Regions from separate parts of the Astyanax mexicanus genome. Here region 2 is linked to region 1. Evidence: chromatin contacts called from public Hi-C data. All regions are on one chromosome and are shown on one strand. The core of a region is the stretch at or near the end of the contact, and the rest is flanking DNA. Distances in the headings are between cores, read along the strand shown. Region 1 holds the start of LOC103044415 (glucocorticoid receptor). Region 2 has its middle 24 kb from the start of yipf5.

The links. Hi-C and Micro-C count contacts between places; a contact is called where the count stands out from the background.
Region 2: a Hi-C map of muscle shows a contact between it and region 1, with 10 times the contacts expected there. The contact joins the enhancer-like site here to the promoter of LOC103044415 in region 1. A contact is called at or near these places in 2 of 3 Hi-C or Micro-C datasets (both in muscle).

The regions. Positions count from the first base shown.
Region 1 is chr17:20,988,851-20,993,567 of AstMex3_surface, forward strand. LOC103044415 (glucocorticoid receptor) reads right to left here and starts at 1,629. Exons shown (of 9, transcript XM_022676219.2): 1 at 1-1,629.
Region 2 is chr17:21,057,996-21,062,813 of AstMex3_surface, forward strand. No RefSeq gene overlaps it. Among protein-coding and RNA genes, the nearest start is that of yipf5, 24 kb to the right of the region's middle. Within about 2 kb of position 3,131, the one cell type or tissue checked has an H3K27ac peak away from gene starts, as active enhancers do.

The DNA.
Region 1 (4,717 bases), core at 379-2,878:
GAATTGTTTATAACCAATAGTTAGCTAACAAAGATAACCTAGATAACTTAGGATAGGTTATAACCTAGTTATATCACACGATTTGCCTAGCTGCAGCTTCGCCGGTGTTCTGTCGATTTGTGCTACCCATAAATAAGTGCTTCCTAAAGGCACTGCGCATGCGCCGACGTACACTTTTTTTTTTTATTATTTCTCGTTTTTTTTAATAATGAATCTGTTACAACCTGGACTCAGTCATTACAGAAAAAAGTGTAAATTTAAATTATTAATAATAAAAAAAATGCAATAGTTAGTATTTAAAATATAATAAGCAATACAAAAGCAGTTTGTAATGATCTCTCATTGCCGTAACTTTAAATTTATACAGTGATTTATGCTATCCAAATATACTAAAGCTAACCACATCTACTGTGATTCCACTAGGAACATGCTCTAATATAGTACTTCTTTTGCATTTTTACAGTTGTACTGTACTACTAGGGTAGCGCGGTTTGACAAGGTAGCATAACTCGACAGAACACCCCGGCTTACATTACATTACTCCTGTTTCTAACCCGCAAGAAATACTGACTGACTTGATGCTCTTGCTGCTCAACACTAGCAAGGTTAACTAGTTAGCTAACCTAGATATATCACTTAGAAGGCAGTGTAGTGATTAAGATTCGTGTATCCGAATCAAAAGGGGATAAAATACGCAGGTCCTGACGCTGGCAGTCTATAAACAGTTCACTGCTGTTTAATTGTGTATGTTTGGCTGTTGAGTGTTTTCATTAGCTTTTAGCTAGCATTTAAACACATTAAACCAGAAGGCTAGTGTTAAATTACTGGTTAAACTTCGCTTCAGACAAGCTTGGGTGCCTTCCTGCCTCAGAATGCTCACTAACTAGGCAGCACATCTGACGTTTCAGACACACCCCGCATTAGCTCGGTGTCAACGACGCGCGTTTAGAAAAAAAAGCTAGCTAGCTAAACTAACTAGTTAGCATAGCCAGTTAACGTTAACTTCGCTAGCTAGCTAACTAGGCGAAAGCTAGTTAACGCGAGTTAACCTAGCTAACTAACGTAAGTTAACGTAACCAACGTTAAAAGCTGCCGCAGCCAGAGGAGCCTGAACTTTTCCCTCCCTCCACTTTACCCAAAAATGCCACCAAAAACCGGACGAACGTGATAAATATCGTTCTAATGTCGTCTTAACATAAAAAAAAAGTTGTGACAAGGGCGCGTGTGTCCTTTAAAACAGCAGCTAGCCTCCAGCACGGTTGGTTTTTAGATGGCGCAGTAGCTAGTTAACTAATCTAACCTAGCGTTACAGTCCGCAGATAAAGCCCGGGGCGAAGGGCACATTCACACCGACAGGAGCTCAGATAAATAAGAAAACCCGAGAGCGCTTCTCTTCTTCTTCAGGTGACTTCTCCTGTCTTCTTCAGCCCTCTTTCAAACACTATTAAGCTCTAATATCACCCAGCGTGGCGCAGCATAGCGCAGTGCCCTCGGGATACCCGCTACATTCTTCATTAAAGAAAGTACAAATAGAAGCAAAGTAATGCGGGAGGATTTAAACTGATAGGAACGAAAAGGCATTACCTAACATAACCTAACTAACTTGACTAACTCACTTACCGAGAGAGGGACGCGCATGCGCAGAGCGACACCCAGCACTTCGCTGCCCGCAAAGGGTGACAGGATTAAGACAGTAGAACGAAAAATGGCATAAATATAAATTAATAAATGCACATAAAAATGAATAGATAAATAAATACACGCATTAATAATTGTATAAATAAATAAATAAGTACATTTTGTCATGAAAAAGTACACACTTAAAATTCTATTTCCATATTTTCATGTATGGACCTTGTTTATTTATATATTTATTGATTGATGTATTTCTGCATTTGTTTATTTATATATTTATTTATTGATTTATGTGTTTCTGCATGTATTTGCATAATTATTTATTAATGTATTTCTACATTTATTTATTTCCACATTTCTTCATGTATTTATTTATTTCTGCATCTGTATGGTAATTAGGAAGGCGGTCCTATCCTCGCTTTAAAGCAGGAATGTGAATCAAACAGAGGCAACCAGATTCTAACATACAAATGCAGGCATACAGAAATAAATATATGAAGAAATGTGGAAATAAATAACTAAATGTAGAAATGTTGAAATACGTAAATGAATAATTAAATAAATGTTAAAATAAGTAATTGACTAAATAAATAAATAAACACATGTAGAAATGTTGAAATAAATAATTAAATAAATAAATCAATGTAAAAATGTTGAAATAAATAATTAAATAATTAAATGCAGATATATAAAATAAATAAATAAATGTAGAAATACATCAATCAATAAATATATGAATATATGAAATCTATTTATTTATTTATTTATCTTTCCAATTATTTATGCATGTATTTATTTAGCTATTTATTTATATATTTATTTATTCATAAATAAATTTATATGTGAATTTATTTATTTATACTTGTCATGTCATTTTTCGTCCTCCATAGTAAGCGTCGGTAGTATATATGTTTTTATGTATATAAAAGAAGATTAAAGTATGTTTTACATTTAAACGTTTTTATATATATTAAAAAAATATATTTTAATTTTTTTTATTTAATCTTATTTCCATGAGGTTCACTTCATATGGGTTCATAAATATGTTATTGTACTTAAAAGTAGTTAAAAGTAGTAGTTATAGGTAGTTATAGGTACATATATATATATATATATATATGTGTATATATATATATATGTATATATATATATATACATATATATATATATACATATATATATATATATGTATATATATATATATATATATATATATATATATATATATATATATATATATATATATATATATATATATACATATATATATATATATATATATATATATATATATATATATATATATATATTTCTTGGCCTGCCCCATCACCAAATTTATCACCAATTGAACCTTGATGGGACCACCTGGGATGCCGTCGTGTGAGTGTACAGGATCTACAGGCTCAGCTGAAACAGCTGTGAGCGAATGTACCTTTAATCACCTATAGACTGATTCACTCAATCAATTCCACCGTTTGCCCAGAGGCAAGAAAAGGACTGCACTGTTAGCCACAGCTGGAAGAGGCACTGTTTTTCCGTTCAGAAGATGGAGACAGAGTTGGGGAGTGAAGAGACGGGTAGACGCACCCTCCCATGCCAACAAGCTCATTATGGTCTGGCGGGTGTGGAGTGGGCATGTGCATGGTTAATTAAGCCGAAGGAGCACAGCAAGATAGAGTCTGACTGGTCTCTATGGGCCGACCTGAAGGAATCGCTCTGTTCTCTAGCCTGGCAAAGCAGCAACATGGAACACAGCTTGTTGTTGTGTTATAACTATTAGAGATTATCACAGAGAAAATGGGATATGTGATAAGGCTGTTGGATATTCGTATATGTGTGTAAAATGTGATAAATTAAGCATTTATTTGGCTGCATTCATTTTTCCAAAGCCAAGGAGTTCACACTAGTAGGCCAGTAGGAGGACTTGATTTATAGCCACAATTTGGTGTCAATTTAATCTTAAGCAACACGACATGACAGATTGACAAGCGACAAACACAGATGGAAATATGAAGAAAGCTTAGAGCTGATATAGTGTCTTGTATTACCGGCATCATGATTAAAAAGTGCATTAAATATTATTTGGATGCTTTGTGATCACCTGGTGTGTGTGTGACTACCTCCAAGGAAACAATTTTTACAGTCTCTATAGAACAATTGCCTCTTCTAAAGAACTCTTGAAGAATCCTTCTTAAGAATGTATGCAAGTAATGCAAGTGTGGGCATTTAATTGTCAATGTTTGTATTGCGTGACATGTCAATGTCATTATCTATTTAAAAAAAACAACAATGATCCCATTTAAACCTGGTCGCTTCTTCTTTTTTTATTGTTGGGATTGTACCTGAATATGACTTAGCCACTTAAAATTGCAAAGTGTAAATTCACCTAAAACTCATTTGAAAAAAATATTTAAAAAACATCTTTTCTGTTTACAAGTCAGTGAATTTGTATTTCTTAGGGAAAAGAAGGAATAAAAAGCGAAGCATTGTTTTTCAGTTTGAAACATGAATAAATACGCTGTGAGAGAGCGGATGGCTCAGCTCTCGCAGCTGGATGATTTACTGTCTGCAGGGCAGAGTCTACGCCTTTATGTAAGTGAATCATGTTGACTCAGTATCCTAAAATCTCGACATGCGCACTGCCTCCCCATCCGTGGTGCAACAACACACACTCATGTTGCAGCTTAGAGCAAGAGGGAAGGAACTCTTATTTGGGCAGCGTGTCTTAAGAATCCATGATTGCATCATGAGTAAACACATTCCTGACTAGAGCATTATCTCCAGTGAACTCCTGCTGAGGAAAGAGTGTATATTGATCTATACATCTAGTTCACAAAAGTGTTTTTCTTAGTGTGAGTTTCTTACGTAATGATGCCAAATAAACAGAGATGGGAGGGTTACTTTAAAAATGTAATTTGGTACAGATTACGGATTCAAATGGAATTATAACGTAATATCAAGGATTATTGACTATTTTAAAATTATTTTTGATTACTTTTGCATTATTTGTCTTTTCAAATAAAGTGTTTCTTATAAAACCTAAATATTGTATTTAAGCAATAGAACACAAGAGGGAGGGTGT
Region 2 (4,818 bases), core at 1,881-4,380, 71 kb after region 1:
ACAAATAATAATAAAAAATAATGATAAAACATTTCTTTAAATTTGTTTAGATAACAGGAAAAATCAACAGGGCTGGTCCAAATGAATAATATAATAAAAATATGTGGTATGATTTTTTTTTTTTTTTTTTTGCTGTGGCAGAAAATGTTGTTTGTCAGTCAGAATTTGCCACATTGCCACAGTCAGAATATGTCTACATTAGTAAATAAAATACACGTCAAACATTACACATAAAAACTGTACCGTTTTACAAATGTCATGTTTAACAAATGAAAGTGCAAGACTAACAACTAGAAAAGGGTGTTTCCTGAAGGAAAAGCAGTGTGACTGTGCAACTTAAGTGGTTTCCGCTTTTATATTAAGTAAAGATTAGAAACTCAAATGCTTTTGACTGCCCTATGAAGACTGCTTCTCACCAGCTCATTGGCCACAATTATGGAACAGTTTAAAGGTCTTTTCACATGAAGTACGATTTTTTTGGACCTTGTGTGGAACTTCAGCATCCATCCCAGCTGGCACACAACTGACCATTAACATTGAAATGTGTTTAAACAACGTCCGGACCTTCAGACTTTTCAGTTTGGTCCGAACCAAAGTAGCAGGTGTGAAAGGGGCCGCGAACCACGGTCCGGACCAAAGGACCAGATTTTTGGTCCGCCAAAGTGGGCGGAGCTGGACGCACTGGACGTGCAACTCCGCCTTCCTGCAGGCTGCAGTCGTACCCTCTCAAAATAACAGGAAAAGCAGGAAAATCGTTTGGCGAATTTGAACTAACCTAGAGTACTGTGCCTGAAGTTGCGGCTGCTGGTATAAAAAACACAATAGCAGCGCTACTATGGAGACAAAATGAATCTGTTCATTCATTTTACCTTATCCTGGAAAGGCTTTTCACCGAATGAAGCACCCGCTGAATTGCCAACACGCCAACGTCAGACGCATGTCCTTCTAAAACCAATCAGCGTCAGGTTAAGGAAAACGCATCGATACGTAAGTGATGATGAAAGGATGTAGGAGTATCACACAAAGGTCTTTGGTGCGCTCCCTAAACTGCAGTGTGAAAACAAAAATAAGCGGACCAAATATATACAATGTAGCAAACACATGAACCTCGGTTCAGACCACGGTCCGGACTTTCAGGTGTAAAAGCACCCTAAATGTTATTGCTTCCCCTTTAAGCATTTGTGTTTTGATCCAAACAAGATGGATCAGCTGTGTTGCTGCCATCATCAAACCCATTTGTTTGATCTGCAAACAGAGCTCATCTCTGATTGGTCAGCCTGTTTTTTAATACTATATCTGAGACTGCAGGAAAACAAACTGCAGTCCGTCAGTTTCAGGCTCACTCAGTATTAAAGACACCATACATTAACAGTGAAAATCTTACAGCACTTCTTGCTTCCCTCTGCTGACAACAACTCTTATGGAGATGTAGATTTCATTTTCCAGCAGGATTTGGTACACTGCCCACACTGCAGAAAGTACCAATTGGTCTTATATAATTTTCTAATTTTCTGATACACTGATTTTTGGGTAAGCCAAAATCATCAATAATAAAATGAATAAACGCTTGAAATAGATCACTCTGTGTGTAATACATCTATATAATGAGATTCACATTTTTAACTGAATTACTAAAATAAAGTAAGGTTCTCTGTTTGACAACCCAGCGCTTGACTTGCCGATAAAATAACAAAATATAACGTGTTTTACATTATTTTACTACCTTCAGATGCTGCGTTTATCTCTCGCCCCCTCCTCTCTCTTTCTCTCATTCTCCCTCACACTCTCCGCTCGCCCCCTACAGTCAAAGCACCAATCACCAGGAAAGGCAGACTCTATCAATGAGTGACAACACTTCTAGCCAATGAAAACGCTTTTTAACTTCTCATACTCAGTGTTTAAACACATTTTATAAACACATTTTTAACCCATGAACTTTATACTTTTTACCTTTTAACCTTAGTAAACAGCTTTAAGAGATTTTTTAACATTTTAAAACATAAACTCTTTCTGAAATAAAATAAAAGTAAACCCAAAATTTACCAGAGGCTACACACATATAGTCTAACACACTCTAATAAATCCTATACATAAACTGTACATTTACTACGTATTATTAGCCAAAGAACAAAATTCAGAGGAGGTTTGCTTGGAAACTTATTTACATTAAACTGAACAGGGAGACAAACAAAACAAATGCTAAAGCTGCTAACTGCTAGGACTGTACCCCTCTTAGAACAGCCATTTTCTTAAAAAAAAAAAAAAAAAAAAAATCTAAAAACCTTGGCTGCATTATCAGACATCGTAAGTCTTCTGGAAGTCGCGGGAACCTGACGCATATCAATGACAGGTCCCTGATGCCCCGAGTTTTCCCCATTCGTGTGTGAAAGGGAGGACAGAGGAAGAGAAAAGCAAAACAGAGAGGGTTTTAAATTGTCCTGTTCTCTGCAAAGAGTCAGAGTCAGCCAATCAGTTTTTAGTGTGGGCGGGCAGTGTTTTTTTCCCCCCCCTCCTGGATGGGATGCGTTCAGGAGCATCATGGCTCCCATCAAAAACTCATTTCACCTCTGAATTCTGTAAAGTAAATCCATGTCTGGTAAAAGTAAAAAAACTATGAAAGTTTGGGGGGGACATGGGGGACTAAATGATTGCAAAAGGAAGGCATGTTGAGTTAATGTCACTTTCAATCTCTCTCTCTCTCACTATATATATATATATATATATATATATATATATATATATATATATGTATATGTGTGTGTGTGTGTGTGTGTGTGTGTGTGTGTGTGTACTGCCACTGCACTGCAGGACAAGGAACAGAGAAACCTGTGCCATCGTCTGACATTCTAAAACAACCGAATACAGAGCTGACCTACACATTGGACCTTCACAAACCTGCCAGCCTGATGTAAACTGTTTTTTTTTTTTGTTGACAGAAAACACTTAATATGACACCTGTGTTTGTGTTGCACCTGACAGCTCCAGCTACCAAAGAACACTTTGATGCTGGAAGGTTGTGCCATGTCGACAAGGGCAGAAGAAGTTGTGCCCGTCACTCCTCAAGGCAAATATTTATGCTTTGAAAAATCCAGACGGCTCACTGACTGGCTCCTCTGTGGATCACTCTGCACTCTGAGAGGCTCTTTCCACAGGCCTGCCAATCAAGCAGCCCAGCTGGACCGTCGTTACGCAACTTCTGCTGGAGCTGACCATGATCGGGACCATCATTTCCAAAGCCAGACAGTTCCAGAGCTGGAGCCAACAGTCACTGACTCAACACTGCCATCTAATGGGTGCTAGAATCAGTGCTGCAAGTTATCATCCAGACACTTGTGCACATTTATTTTATACAAACAGCAAATAATTCTGTACAACTGTCTGCTGTTTCCCAAATTAACAATCGCTTCTGTCTTGCAGATCATGATATATTTATTATACATGACACTGCTGAACTGGCTCAAACTCCAGAACAGCTATTATGTCCTTACATTCAAATTAGTTTTTATTTTATTTAATAGTTTATTTAGGGACTGTGGCGTGTACATTAATTAACATTACTGTACATGCACCAGAATTAGCCTAAAGTCTATTTTTCATCCGTTGTCTCTGGACAGATCTTGAAATTGTCTACCTAAAAAAAAACAACAACATGAAGATTACAACGAACAATGCAATTATAAAAGAGCAATAAAAAATATAACGCAGTGTATAAGCTTGCTAAAATACAGCTGTAGCTAAAAAGACACTCTACAACTAAAGGTACTTTTTCCAAGGGGGGTTGGGAAATGTATTTATACTACTTCTTCGTTAAACTAGTTAAACTAGTTTTTAGAGCCTGTAATGCAGATTTGATACATTTCCTTTAGAGTTTTTCTGGGAAATATCTTCTGAATTGATGGCTAACTTAAATGTTCTTATATGCACAGTGGAGCTGAAAAATGGATAATGGATGTACAAACAAGCAGGTGGTCACAATGTTATGCTTGATCGGTGTATAGTGCTATACAGTACAGTAAGTGATTCTCATCCAGAATTAACAATGAATGTAATTCATAATGGTCACGTTGTATATTCTGGAATGCAGCATAATCAAACTGGAATAAATCGCAAAACCATACACCTGGATGAAGCTGGCTTTAACCTGATGAAACACAATGTAGTGACAGTCTTATCTGTCAGTTTTGTGGTGCAATGACATGCTCTGTCAATAAAATACTGTACAAACTGTAAAATAATATAGGTGAATTCTGTCCAATTTCTTACTGTCATAAACAGTAATATGTAATTTTGTACTGCTGATTTTTGATTCACAGGAAAAAGTTCAACATTTTTTAATCATTTTTTTTATAATTTGTCATCAAACTATTAGCATTGAGAAAATCCTTACAGAGCAAACTGATACACGATCACATGACTAATCATTTCGACTGACTTGTTCACAATCGATGGCTAAAGAACTTTTCATTTTGATGACACACTGGTTCACTGACATAAATTTGTATCGTTGGGGCATGGATAAAGGATTGTGAGTGAAGAATGTGAATTAGCTACTCATCCATTATGTGGTGCTAATTGTACAAACTCTTTCGAGAAATGCCCACACTGTGGTGCAAATATCATTATTCAGATTATTATCATTATATTTGTGTTTTTTTTTCGACATCAAATCTAAAATATACAAGGGTGCCCAAGAGTGGATGAACAATCCTTTGAATTTTCGATATTTTTGCAAGCATTTAATCTAAAACTTTATCAGGTTCAAAAATAGGTATTTTTAATAGGCAGATCCTTGTTTTTATTTTAAGAAAATAGATTCAT